Linked DNA regions of Ovis aries: region 2 is linked to region 1. A link is a contact called in public Hi-C data. All regions are on one chromosome and are shown on one strand. Each heading gives the region's core, a stretch centred on a gene start, on an enhancer-like site or on the middle of the called end of the contact. The rest is flanking DNA. Distances are from core to core; before and after follow the strand shown.

What was found. Hi-C and Micro-C count contacts between places; a contact is called where the count stands out from the background.
Region 2: a contact with region 1 is called in a Hi-C map of liver, with 5 times the contacts expected there. The contact joins two enhancer-like sites. A contact is called at or near these places in 6 of 16 Hi-C or Micro-C datasets (blood, hypothalamus, liver and 2 more).

What each region holds. Positions count from the first base shown.
Region 1 is chr26:24,212,995-24,219,574 of ARS-UI_Ramb_v3.0, reverse strand. It overlaps ERI1 (exoribonuclease 1), which reads right to left. Exons shown (of 7, transcript XM_004021747.5): 4 at 2,579-2,662; 5 at 1,135-1,244. Among named protein-coding and RNA genes, the nearest start is that of ERI1, 9.8 kb to the right of the region's middle. Within about 2 kb of position 4,059, at least 5 of the 54 cell types and tissues checked have an H3K27ac peak or open chromatin away from gene starts, as enhancers often do. A contact at or near this core is called in liver, where this site is marked.
Region 2 is chr26:24,319,269-24,326,680 of ARS-UI_Ramb_v3.0, reverse strand. PPP1R3B (protein phosphatase 1 regulatory subunit 3B) reads left to right here. Exons shown (of 2, transcript XM_012105852.4): 2 at 1-2,889. Among named protein-coding and RNA genes, the nearest start is that of PPP1R3B, 12 kb to the left of the region's middle. Within about 2 kb of position 4,155, at least 2 of the 54 cell types and tissues checked have an H3K27ac peak or open chromatin away from gene starts, as enhancers often do. A contact at or near this core is called in liver, where this site is marked.

The DNA.
Region 1 (6,580 bases), core at 2,810-5,309:
TCACCAACTCCCGGAGTTCACCCAAACTCATGTCCATTGAGTCGGTGATGCCATCCAGCCATCTCATCCTCTGTCGTCCCCTTCTCCTCCTGCCCCCAATCCCTCCCAGCATCAGGGTCTTTTCCAATGAGGTGGCCAAAGTACTGGAGTTTCAATTTTAGCATCAGTCCTTCCAATGAACACCCTGGACTGATGTCCTTTAGGATGGACTGGTTGGATCTCCTTGCAGTCCAAGGGACTCTCAAGAGTCTTCTCCAACACCACAGTTCAAAAGCATCAATTCTTCTGCACTCAGCTTTCTTCACAGTCCAACCCTGACATCCATACATGACCACAGGAAAAACCATAGCCTTGACTAGACGGACCTTTGTTGGCAAAGTAATGTCTCTGCTTTTGAATATGCTATCTAGGTTGGTCATAACTTTCCTTCCAAGGAGTAAGCGTCATTTAATCTCATGGCTGCAATTACCATCTGCAGTGATTTTGGAGCCCCCCAAAATAAAGTCTGACACTGTTTCCCCATCTATTTCCCATGAAGTGATGGGACCAGATGCCATGATCTTCGTTTTCTGAATGTTGAGCATTAAGCCAACTTTTTCACTCTCCTCTTTCACTTTCATCAAGGGGTTTTTTAGCTCCTCTTCACTTTCTGCCATAAGGGTGGTGCCACCTGCATGTCTAAGGTGACTGATATTTCTCCCGGCAATCTTGATTCCAGCTTGTGCTTCTTCCAGCCCAGCGTTTCTCATGATGTACTCTGCATATTAAATAAGCAGGGTGACAATATACAGCCTTGACGTACTCCTTTTCCTATTTGGAACCAGTCTGTTGTTCCATGTCCAGTTCTAACTGTTGCTTCCTGACCTGCATATAGGTTTCTCAAGAGGAGGTTAGGTGGTCTGGTATTCCCATCTCTTTCAGAATTTTCCAGTTTACTGTGATCCATAGAGTCAAAAGCTTTCACCCCTAGGACTTAAAAATTTAACTAAGGATAAGGATATGAGAGGAAAATTATTGTCTGCTGTGGGGGGTCCTTCAGGAAATAATATTTTCTGTGGTTATTCTAAAAGTTAGATGAATAAGGATATCTTTAATCTTAAAAAGCAGATTAAGATAAATTTCCTAAATACTTACCCATCTGTTAATATGGAATATTTATACTTTGTCCCTAATTCCTTCAGTTTCATCCAGTCAATGACTTTTTTCAGTACCTGAGGGAAGGTATCGGCTTTGTCTACTTGATCCTGAGGATATGAATGTATAATACATAAAAATCACGGCAGTTACATGCAGTCCTACAAAATACTCAGCATACAAACACTGGAGGGACATGAAAGAGCAAGACACAGTCTTATCTATGATGTTTTGAACTCTGTGGTTTCTTAGGCTAAGATTCACTGAAAATTCCAATTGTAAGACGATTAAAAATTGTTTATAGCCAAATATTAGGAACTGCTTTCAACTGAAGTATATAATCGTCCCAAAATGAAGATTTAAGATCATCCACAGGCATTCTCTTTTTTCAGGCCTCAACCTAGTGGCTTCCTGATTCTCCAGAGGGGAGAAAAGGGCAATCTCTTCTTAGCTGAAAGCCCTGGCCCTCTACAGTATCTCTGCATCTCAAAGTTCACATCTTTCCAAAACATACTATATCCATCTTCCTAAGATGTAAATCATCCATCATATCACTTTCATACTTAAAATCCTCCAAACACTCCCCAAGGCTTTCCAGACAAAAAGGACACATAAGACCCTTCGTGATATAGCTCATCTCTATTACTTCAGCTTTATTTGTGACCATTTTCTCATCAGCCCATAAGATACCTGAACCATCCTGAACCACTTAAAAGTTCTGTCCTTCACACCTGAAATGCCCAGTCATTCTTTTACGTCTGTTTACCCATCATGACTCTGCCCAAGCTCACCAACTTGAGTTTTGCCCAGGACAGTCCTCCATTCCCTTTGTCAGAGAAAGGTCTTTCTACGGGGGCCCATGACACCCTGAGGAAACACTGACTGTCAGTAATCCTAACCATACTGTGACCACTGTTTTTTTTGTGTCAGTCCCCCCAACCTACAATTGCTAAGTGAGCTGAGGAGAGAGACTATCCTGACTATTTCTGTATCCCTTGTAGCTCGGCAGATATTACAGCACACCCTCAAATATTTGCTGAACAAATGAATACAGCAACTAAGTAAATGGACAAAGGGCCTGCCACATTAGAATACAACCAAAAATCAGAGACCTAAAAAAAATTACACTATATATAAAATCAGGTTGTAAACAGATATATTTTAAAACTTCATCCCCAAGTGCAGCATGGTAACTTAACTCTTTCTTCACTAATGCTCCAAACAAATGAAATGCTTAGATTCATCATTACAACACTTTAAAAGGAAAGGCTGAAAAATATCTTATCAGGTATAAAATGTGCTTTCCTAAGTATTACAAAGCAAAAGATCTTTACCAAGAAAGGAAAGTCTCACATTTAATTGTTTACAACAATAATTTTATGAAATAAATCCCTAATTTCAAAACTTCCTTCAAACTCTAGAAAAAGGAACACAGAGTGATAACCTGAGTAATTCCAGTTAGATTGATGCAGAAGTCAGAAAGTTGGGTGTTAATCTCTGGTCTCACATACTGCTGAAACGTATCTTCCTACAAGAGAAGGACAGCAAACTGAAGTATTTCTATGACTTAAGATACATGAAATAATATATGACAACATCAGCCACACTGGGTTGTAACCTTACAGGTGGTTAAGGCAGAGACTACAGTTTTAACAATTTAAGGATAATGTCCTATTCCCAAATTACTCTAATTTTTTAATTAAAAAATTATGTTTCACACTTTACAAACGTTTAAGATAGAACAAGTATCTGAAGTCTTCAAACCAAACTTTAACCAGAGGAGCAAAATGCTGATGATTTTGCTTATAATGTTTTGGAAATGTAAAGCCTATTAATGCAACCTCCAGTTGAAGATATTAAGAGCTTTTTAAATAACAGAAAGTATGTTTAAGAAATGCCAGTTTTCAGTTACAATTAGTTCAGATTCCTGCTCTCATTCACTCCTAATTAGATCTTATTTTTATATTAAGATTTCATTAAGCTGAATTCTGAGTAATCAAAATTTAACAATATGGCATGTAGCAGTTTAAAGAGTGGTAATTAATAGCACTAATTATTTTAGCAATGTTTAACCTCTTGAAGTTTTCAGGTTTGCATTCTTATTTTGTGCTCACAACAACTCTGTGAACTCAGTAAGGACAGAACTGTTATTATCAGGCTCAGATCTAAGTGCTTCTTCCTTTAGCCCAATGCTGCTTCCCTAAACCAGATCACACTAAGTCACTTGCTCAAATTAAGGACAATTTCAAAGTCTTTTAAAGATTTATTGGCAGCAATTATTAATACTAGCTAGCTACGAAGGAAAAGATAAAGAAAATTCCTTATAATAGAAGATTAAAAATTTAAGAAAAAATAGTGCTTACAAAATTCTTTTTACACATTTGTTTATTAAGCAGATGAATTATCAATAGTTAATAATTGTAAAAGAGTAAAAGAACAGCAAAGAACATTTGAACTTCTAAAGTTAAGAGACATCCTTTACTTATCAGACATATTTCAAAAGAAAAAATTCTACTTCTTGGATTTCTTAGATAAATGAAGTCTATCCTTTTAAGTATCAGGATTTTATTTCATAATTTTATATGAAAATCTTAAAAAAATGCAATATCTTACCATTACAAGCTGGTATTATTTAACATTTGTAACAGAATGATGCCATAGAACTAACTATGCATTCACTGACCAAATACTGAATAATTACTTAAATACATTACATAGTAAGTTAAAAGGTGATGAAGGTTCTTAAAAAGTTAAGAGTAGATAAGAGGGATCAGAAACACTGGTGTCTGGGGGTGTTCAGACTGAACAGAGAACCAGTTAGTCTTTATTTAGAAGGCAAGAGTTAAGGAAGGCCTGGAAGGATGGGCGGGAGGAAGGAAATTAGCAGGAAGATCTCTGGAGGAAAGGAATTTGAGCTAAAGCTCTGGGAGGTGAGGGGGTGGAGCATGCCTGGCATTTCTGAGAAGCAGCAAGCAGGTCAACATGCTGTAATCAGAGGTAACTAGAGGCCAGATTGTAAAAGGAATATCACTTTTATTCTGAGTTAAATGGGGAGCCATAAAAGGGTTGTGATCAGAGGAATGAAACTATATATTTTATAAGGAGCACTCTGGTCACTAAAGGGGCTTCTCTCATAGCTCAGCTGGTAAAGAATCCGCCTGCAATGCAGGAGACCTAGGTTTGATCCCTGGGTTGGGAAGACTCCCTGGAGAAGGGAAAGGCTACCCACCCCAGTATTCCAGCCTGGAGAATTCCAAGGACTGTATAGTCCATGGGGTTGCAAAGAGTCAGACACGACTGAGCAACTTTCACTTTCACTGGTCACTAAACTGAGAACTGGCTGCAGGGAACAAGAACACAAGGGAAGCCCAAGTATACTGGAGTAGGTAGCCTATCCCTTCTGCAGATCTTCCTGACCCAGGAATTGAATCGGGGTCTCCTGCATTGCAGGCAGATTCTTTACCAACTGAGCTATCAAGGAAAGCCCTTAGACAGAAACAGAGACTGGTTAAATGGTGAACAAATGCAGTAAACCCAGAGAAGAAATCAATGGGGCTCAAACTACAGTCATAGCAAGGCAGTTAAGTGGCTGGTTCTGGATACACACTGAAAGCAGAACAGACAAGAGCCGCTGATAGCCTAGGTGTGTGATGCGAAGAATAGGAGTCAAGGATGACGCCAACGTTTTGGCACTGAGCAAGCAGAAAGACTGAGTTGCCAGGCCCCAAGCCAGGGAAGGCTGAAGATAAAACAAGTTTACAGTAAATTCAGTCTGGGACACGTTAGGATGGCTGTTTAGATGTCTAAGTAGAGATGTTAAGTGACAGCCTGGATTTTGGATAGAGGATGAGGTTGGAGATATATATTCAGAAGATACCAGTTTCTACGGAATTTTTAAGAGCTATGGAACCAGATGATAGGTGAGTTCATTAACGGAGAAAGTATATACAGAGAAGAGGACCTGGGATTGAACCTATGTTATCCAATACTAGGAAGTTGGAAGAAGACGAAACAGCAAAGGAAATTGTGAAAGGGAACCCAGTGAGGCTGGCAAAAACGTAGGACAATGAGGGGTACTGGCAGTCTCCTGAAGAAAGTGTTTCAAGGAGAGAATGGTCAGTTCCACCAGGACTTAGGTAAAGGTCAAAGATGACACTGAGGAGTGATTTTAGTGGAGTGATGGGATGGAATACATAACTTACATCTACAAGTGCTGGGGATTTAAGAGAATGGGAGGAAACAGAGACAGACAAGTATATAACTTTTATAAAGAAATCTGCTGTAGAGGAACAAAGACACAGGGTAGTTGTCAGGGAAGTGGGATCAAGCTAAGGCTCTTTATGGTATGAAAAATGATGAGTCTGTATGTGATGGGATTGCAGCCATGAAATTAAAAAACACTTGCTCCTTGGAAGAAAAGCTATGACAAACCTAGGCAGCATATTAAAAGCAGAGACATCACTTTGCCAACAAAGGTCCTTACAGTCCTTTCCAGTAGTCATGTATGGATGTGAGAGTTGGACCATAAAGAAGGCAGAGCACTGAAGAATCTATCTTTTGGAACTGTGGTGCTAGACAAGACTCCTGAAAGTCCCCTGGACTGCAAGGAGATCAAACCAGTCAATTCTAAAGGAAATCAATACTGAATATTCATTGGAAGAACTGATGCTGAAGCTGAAGCTCCGATACTTTGAACACCTGATGCAAAGAACAAACTCATTGGAAAAGACCCTGATGCTGGGAAAGATTGAAGGCAGGAGGAGAAGGGGATGACAGAGGATGAGATGGTTGGATGGCATCACCAATTCAATGGACATGAGTTTGAGCAAACTCTGGGAGACAGTGAAGGACAGGAAGTCTGGTGTGCTTCAGTCCATGGGGTCTCAGAGTTGGACATAACTGAGTGACTGAACAATAACAACAATGTGATGGGAACAACACAGTAGAAAGCAATGAATCATCATGTCTAATGTGGGAGGAGAGTGGCAAGCACCTCATCCATCACTGAGAAAGTAAGACCTAGTGAATTACGCAAGATGATTTTTCATAGCTGTCAGTTTTTCTTTTAATTATACCAGAATACTGGAGTAGGTAGCTGTTCCCTTCTCCAGGGATTGAACCTGGAGAATTGATCCCTTCCCAACCTAGGGATTGAACCCAGGTCTCCTGCACTGCAGGCAGATTCTTTACCAGCTAAACCACCAGGAAAGCCCAAGAATACTAGAGTGGGTAGCCTCTCCCTTCTCCAGCAGATCTTCCCAGCCCAAGAATCAAACTAGGGTCTCCTGCATTGCAGGTGGATTCTTTACCAGCTCAGCTACCAGGGAAGCCTTCTTTTAATTTACTGACCTTTAATCTGCTTTGGACAAGGAATTATTTAAATGGACTGATTAAGACTATAACCAAAGAGGCTTCCAATGGCACAAAGGAAAAAATGCTGTGTATT
Region 2 (7,412 bases), core at 2,906-5,405, 110 kb before region 1:
TGTTCTTAAACACATTGGACTAAAGCATTAAAAGTCTGTTGGTTCACATTGTTGTGAGATTACTGGGACTTTCCTCATCCGATGGATCCCCAAACCCTGTGATTTTTCTTGGGCAAGATTCATTGGTACTTGGGAGTGTTTAAAAAGTACTTTTATATGTGTATTTGTAGAAGGTTTGGGTTTTGTTTTTATTTTCAGAACTTAATTAAAGGACCGCCTCGTTTTTCTTCTGTCTGATCTTACTAAAGCGAGGTCTTCCTAAGGGGAGGCAGGAGACAGGATGCCCCACTCCCTAGATCTAGGGACACAGACCCTGGACCCTGCACTCAAAGAGCCTTCTTTCACTTGCATTCTCCAGATCAGTTGGAAGAGACCTCCTGGCTTCTGTGGCTTTTGTAAATCAGCATTGAGCTGATCTCAAGTGTCTTGGCTCCTAGAGTTTTGTGGTTGAGTTCTTTTTCTTTTCTTTTTTGAACTTTAAAATGTTTTGATTGTTTTAAATGCTCTTAAGTGGTGTTCCACAGAGTTCTTATCCCTAAAACTGGCTGTGATTAGTCTGCAACCTAGTGCTTTATTTTTTATGTCTCTCCCAGGTGGCCAACACTGGGGGATTACATGCTAATATAATTTAAGGGACAATCACATTTTTTTCTTATGCTGACATTGGGCAGAACTGGGTTTTATGTAAGCATGTCTTACATCCAGTACACAGACAAGATCCTCTATATTACAAATCTGGTGATCAGAATTGTTATACAAGAGTGTAAATCTACACTATTTGGAAGCAAACCTAATTTTATACGGGTCATGAATTTATTTTGCTTTAAGAAGTCCCCTCCCTCCTGCAGTTTATGAAAGGTACAAAGTGTACTTATGACCAGATCGTTCTCTGTTAGTAAGAAAAATGCCTCAAGTGACTTCTGTATGGTTTTCAGTCATTGTGATCTGAAGGCATTCCCATGTCAAAATTTGAAATATGGTAATTCAGTGATAAGTATCTCTTTCAAAACAACCACAACCCCTCCCCCTACCCTTCTTTCCTCCCAGCTCAGCCCAGCTTTTCTGCTGGGGGCACTGGTTGCAAACCCCCTCACCAGTGCACCTGGGTTGCTCACCCCACCGGGCAAGTCCTTACCTGCTGGCAAAGAAAGACCCTTCTCTGACTAAAGCAAGTGCCTGCCCAAGGTCCCTGGCAGCATTGTCAGGCAGTGAGGTTTTGTCCTCTGAAGAGCACTATCTCCTCTTCACCAGTCAGTCTCCTTTTGGGCTTCCCACATGGCGCTCGTGGTGAGGAACCTACTTGCTAATGTAGACAACTTAAGTTTGATCCCTGGGTTGGGAAGATCCCCTGGAGGAGGGCATGGCAACCCACTCCAGTGTTCCTGCCTGGAGAATCCCACAGACAGAGGAGCTTGGCGGGCTGCCGTCCATAGAGTTGTAAAGAGTTGGACACTACTAAAGTGATTTAGCACACGCATGCTGTCTGCTTTGGGGCCAGTTTTCTCCCAGGATATCAACAGCTGGCCTCAGGACCTGCTCCCAGGGGTTCTCTCCTCGGATCCTAACTCACCAGCAGTAATATGTCTACACACTTCAGAAAGGGACAGGTTTCTTATCTGGAGACATGACTGTAGCCTGACCTGTAGGTCTGACCCTCTTTGTTATGATGACAAGTGGCCCCCTTCCCAACTTGCCCCCCCGCCCCGTCCCTGCCAAAGGACCAGCCTTCTGCCAGTGGTGCAGCTGTCCAGGGGCGGGGAGGCAGCTTCATTTCTGTTTCAAATTTATTCCCTCATATGTCCTGGGGAACGTTTGCAAATTAGGTGCAATAAATAAACTAGGTGCTCTAAAGATAGATTTTATACAATAAGCTTTCAGTGTTTCTTGGAAGATGGCAGCATTTGGGCAAGACTGTTTGTTTTTTTCTTCAAGTGCTCTTGTTACAGGCGAGAAACAGTGAAGTTACGTAGTTCTCCAGAGATTAAAACGATTTCAGAGTCAGGGTAGAGTGTATTTTCTAAGATTGAATCGGAATGGTGGCAAAACATTACTCTTTCAATGTGTTTTATAAAGATGTAAATTTTAAACTGCTTAAAGAATGTTTTTGGTTTTGATCTTTGCCTATAATTTGACATTTGTAAAAACAAGCATTACTTGTAGTCACTGGGATACTAAATGACTTCTATGTATAGATACATATGTGTACAAACCCCCAAAAAGTATTTGCTCACTTTTCAGAAGTGCCGTGGGCTAGGGTTTCCCTCTCAATGGACAGTGAGTGAAAACTTCGGTATCCTTCCATCAAAGCCCTCGACAGGATGTGATTTGCTAGAGAAAGCACCATGGCTTCTGCCCTGGGAGGTCCTGATGTTCCCGTCTTTCCTGAAATGACCACGGACATTGGGGCTCAGATGTTATACTTACAATGGGATCTCTCAGGTCATCTGAAGACACTTTGCCAGCGTATCTTCACTTCCTGAAGTGGGACACATCTGAACGGGAAGGGACAGACAGCCATGTGGACGGGCAGCTTTTCCTTGTTGGGGTTGTAAAGCATTGGAGTGCAAGTTGTAAAGCTGTGGATGCTTGTAGTCTTGTTTATCAGTTTCTAAAGTCAGCTGGACCTGTGAGGACTCCAAGAACACAGCCGTGGTGGTGGCAGTCCACTCTTCTATGTGAATGTAGAACCAGACTCAACTTCATTTTCATGCCTAAAAGTGCCTTGTCGAGAAAGTTCCACAGGTTTTTTTTAAAAAAAATACATATTTTTGTACAAAAAGGGGAAATGCACTTTAAAAATCACAAGAATGGATGCCTTGTGTGTGGTATAAGAGAGTGGTTTGTTTGGATCTCAAATGCAAAAATGTAATAAAGGTAGAAAACCCAAAATGGAAAGTGTCCTATTTTAAAACTGACTCTCTCAGAGTCAGAGACTGGGGAGGAACATTTTTAATCAGTGTGTTTCCACATATAGAAAGCCAGTTTCCAAAAGGGCTAAGACACAATCAGTGGCTAAGCTGAAAAGCTGGAAGATGCAGAGAAAGGAGTAATTGCTTTTTAAGCTGTTAAAGCAGCCAAGGCTGATTACAACTAAGAAAGTGATTGCCAGGGAAGAGACACAGGGGCCTGAGTTGTTATGAATCGTTTTTAATGATCTGAGGGCAGGTCTCTTCCTACCGTCTCACTTGCTCTTGAAGAGTATTTTTGGTTTAGTGTATACAACAGTGGGAAAACTAAAAAGCAGCTATCGTAACTTTGAACTGCTTAATCAGGCAGACTTTGCAACATGCAAACCACACAGCTCCCAGTGGGCCCCTGCCTCCATGGGGTGCAGGACATTCACCCTAAGTAAGAGTTCAGAGATGTTTTATTTCAAAGCTCAGAAGATGGGATACAGGCGATGTCAACTGCTGCCAGATGTTTCCTGCCAGTCAGTCTCAGCTACAGGGGAAAGGCAGTGGTGGTTCTGCCGTAGAAAGAGCATTTTCAGTCTTAAGCACCTGGTCAATAAGTGCCCAAAGCGAGCTACAAGTGTAACCATCTTTCTCAAGCCTGGCAAACACTCCCCACGTTTTGGCTTTCCAGAAATAAGGGGGAAAAAAGAACACTCGTTTTTATGAATGTCGACTTGAGATACAATGTGGTTTTCATAATCATTACATAATTCTCATTTGTGAGATGGACATTCAGGAGATGTCTAGAGTAAAAAGAAACAAGGAAAGAAAAAAAAAGCCAAACCACTTTTCTAGAGCAACATCCCCAGAGTAGCAAATAACCAGCTCTGTGAATAATTCAATGGAATATTTGTTGCTCATGGGCAAGGCCATTTCTAGGTACTGTTTCTGGTTGTTGTTGTTTTTTTTTTTTTTTTTGCTTCAGTTTTGGCCGTACTGGGTGCAGGGTCTGCTTTGCTGCATGCAGGCTTTCTCTATTGCAGTGATCCGGGGCTACCCTCTAGTTGCAGAGTCTGGGCTTCTCACTGCAGTGGCTTATTTTGTGGAGCATGGGCTCTAGGTGAGCAGGCTTCAGTAGTTGGGAAACATGAGCTTAGTTGCTCAGTGGCATCTTCTCGGACCAGGGATCAAACCTATGTCCCCTGCATTGGTAGGCGGGTTCTTATCCAGTGTGCCACCAGGGAGGTCATCTAGGTACTGTTTCTACTCAACCCTGTATGAGACAGTCATGTTTTAGGTGAGTCCTCTAGGAGCCATGGGAAGTGGTGGGTGGTGCTGCCAGGGGTATCAGCAGTGGGTAAGCCTGGCATCTGGCCTTGACCTTGCTGCCCCCTGTCAACTGCTCTAATGAAGGAGTTCTGAATATTTTTAGCAGGAATAAGGTAACCAGGGGCTCTGGCAGGGCCCTGAGTACTTCTTAGAGTTGGCCAACATGTTTGCTTTTAAAATGCTTCTAAATATAAACTTGTAAGACGTGCCACGTACACTTTGCATTCTTCATGAGGGTCACAGGAACAAGAGCATTCCAGACGACGGTGTGGACTTCAGAAAACCATCAGTGTTCATGCTGGAAGGGCTATCTGGGAGCTCTTTTTATGGATTAAGAGGCAAAGGCCCTTGGTGTGTTCCCAAGAGTCACAGAGCCGGTTGGTGACAAAGCTGAGGGGACTGCACATGAGAGACTTTTCTTTTTTCAAGAACTGTCCCCCAAAACTGGAGGCTCTCTCATGGAACCGAGACTAAAATGGCAATTCTGAAAAGAAGTTCCTCGTGCTAGAAAGATGTGATTCCCTGGGGAGGCATGAACACCTGCATCTTTTTTTTTTTTTTTTTTTTTGGCTGCACCCTGTGGCTTACAGAATCTTAGTTCTCTGACTAGGGATCAAACCCATGCCCCTCCTGCAGTGGAACTGCAGAGTCCTAGCCACTGGACAGCCAGGGAAGGCCCTGAACACACGCATCTTTATACACGAAGGGCTTATGGCAAGGACCACTGACCATGTGGAAGCATGAAGGTCAACATTAAAAGATTTGGGTATCCTGGGGCCCAGCTGGACAGCAGGGTGTGATTGATGGTAGGAAACCTCCAAAGGGCCCCATCTACCCCCGCATCTAAGGATTCAGAGCCCACACTGCCTTTCACCTGTGGCCCAGGACCCCCTAACCCTCAGTTCTTCCCCTGCCACATCACCCATTCCTGGAGAGGAAACAAGTAATCTCAACAGAGGTCTTCATCCTCATGGGGTTCTCCCGTAGGTGACACTCCCCAGAGACTTCCCCAGTATCAGACCCTGTGCCTGACTTGAGTTGAGACAAAGTAGGAAGAGGATGCATAATACTCACTCTTCTTTGGAGCCAAAGACAACAATGATCCAGGACCCTAGGCCTCTACACCAAATGCAAGATCAGGTGGCTAGATCAGGGCTTGGCAGCCTTTTCCTGTAAAGGGCCACATAGTCATTATATTAGGATTTGCACATCATGTTTACCTATGTCACATATTCTTTTTTTTTTTTTTTTTAATGTATTTAATAACCATTCTCAGCTGTGTGCCAAATGCAAACTGGCCAAGGGCTGTAGTTTGCTGACCCCGGTTGAAGAATCACATAGAGTGAGCCCTCAGAGGAGGCTTGCAGCCCCTCAGCTGAGGCCTGGAGTCAACTTTCTAGTTTGTTTGTTTAAACACCATATAATTTATGGTCTAAACTGGGATGCTTTTGAGAATGAATGGGGGTGCTCTGAATGACCCTGGAGCCCTCATGGAAACCAGCAGCTGGGCAAGCCCTCCTGTGTCAGGCCTGCCAGGCTCACCTATCCTAGACCTGAGGATCTCCTTAGACCTCGAGGAACTCTGAAAGCCCCAGCCATGGAATTTATGGAACTTCCCCGGCTGTGCAGTGATTAAGACTACTTGCTTCCAATGCAGGGGGTATGGGTTCAATCCCTAGTTAGGGAACCAAGATCTTGCATGCCACTAGGCCAAAAATAAATAAATAATAACTAAAAAATTTAAAAAGCCAGGAGAAACTATTTTTTAATGCCTTAAAAAAAACAAAACAGAAAAGAATGATTAAAAAAGAGAGAAAACCCCAGTGAGTCATGGGCCAGAATCAGCTCTGGCTGGATAGTGCTTTTGGGGAGATGGGTTATATCAGAGTGGTGATTTTGTCTGTGGTTTCAATGTGTTTTTGTTGGTTAGGTTTGTTTCCTAATGGTAGTGTTGATGGCCAAAAGCCCTCTGGAAACTTCAGCCAATTCACTCTTAAAAGCAGAGAATTTAAAAGGAAAGGGGTTATTAATGGTTTGGGCTTACATCCTATGTCTCTCCACCCCCACCCTGGGGCCCCAAAATAGGGCACGCACAGCCTAGCTCCCCAAAAAACACGTTCACTGTGGACTGAGACACAGGCTGAATCTCGCAGTATTCCAAGCCCCAGTCGCCAGAAAGTATTTACCACTGAAATGCTCCCAGGAATTTTGCAAACCACGGAGTCTCAGCTCATCTATCTCTGGCCCAGCGCATTCAAGAGGTCTTAAGCACCACAGAAGACCAAACAAGTAGAAATTCATCTCCAAAATGCTCTGGGCACAGACTCTGAAGATCCCCTCTCCCTTGCCAGGGGCCATCTTGGTGATGTGGACACACAGGCTCTTCACGTTTTGTCACCTCCTACAGCTGGCAGTCACCACCACCCAGTGCTGAAGGAAGGGTGGCAATGTGGAGAGGACCCTGGTATGAGTGCTGTGGGGACTTGGAAATGTCTTTATGAAGCCCCAATTCACCCAAGGGGGCGTTCAGCTTGCCCCAGTTCACTCCTTTTCAGGGAATGTGGACGCATCACATGTCACAACCTGCCCTGCAGGAAGAAAACGACCCCCCCCCCCCGCCCCCTCCTACTGGGCTCACTCCCACGGCCACCTCGTTCAGTGCCTTGGTGGACATCTTATCCCATTTGAATGTGGAATTAGCCAGGTGGCATTTTGCTGATCTTATCACACCATTTTATTACAATTTATTTTAGTATTAATTATTCACCATTCATCAATTGCCTATTGAAACAAACACTGAAATATCTGCCAGATATTTTCACAAATTCTGTTTTGCACACTGCTTTGCACATTCCTCATGCAAGAAGCATTTGTTAGTTTGAATTCTCCAGTCTCCAGTTGCTTTTCTTACCGACTGATCTGTGACCTCACTATCTTGGGTCCTCCGGACTTATGTTTCTTGTATGTTACCGCTCCAGTATTCTTGCCTGGATAATCCCATGGACAGAGGAGGCTGGCCAGTTACAGTCTGCAGGGTTGCAAAGAGTCAAACACGAACTGAAGTGACTTAGCATGTGTGTACATGTTATGTTACTAACTACTGCTACTACCCTCTCTCTCACACACACACACCTAGACTGCAAAGAAAAATCAATCAAAATGTATTTTCTCTGCAAGCATCCTTCTCCC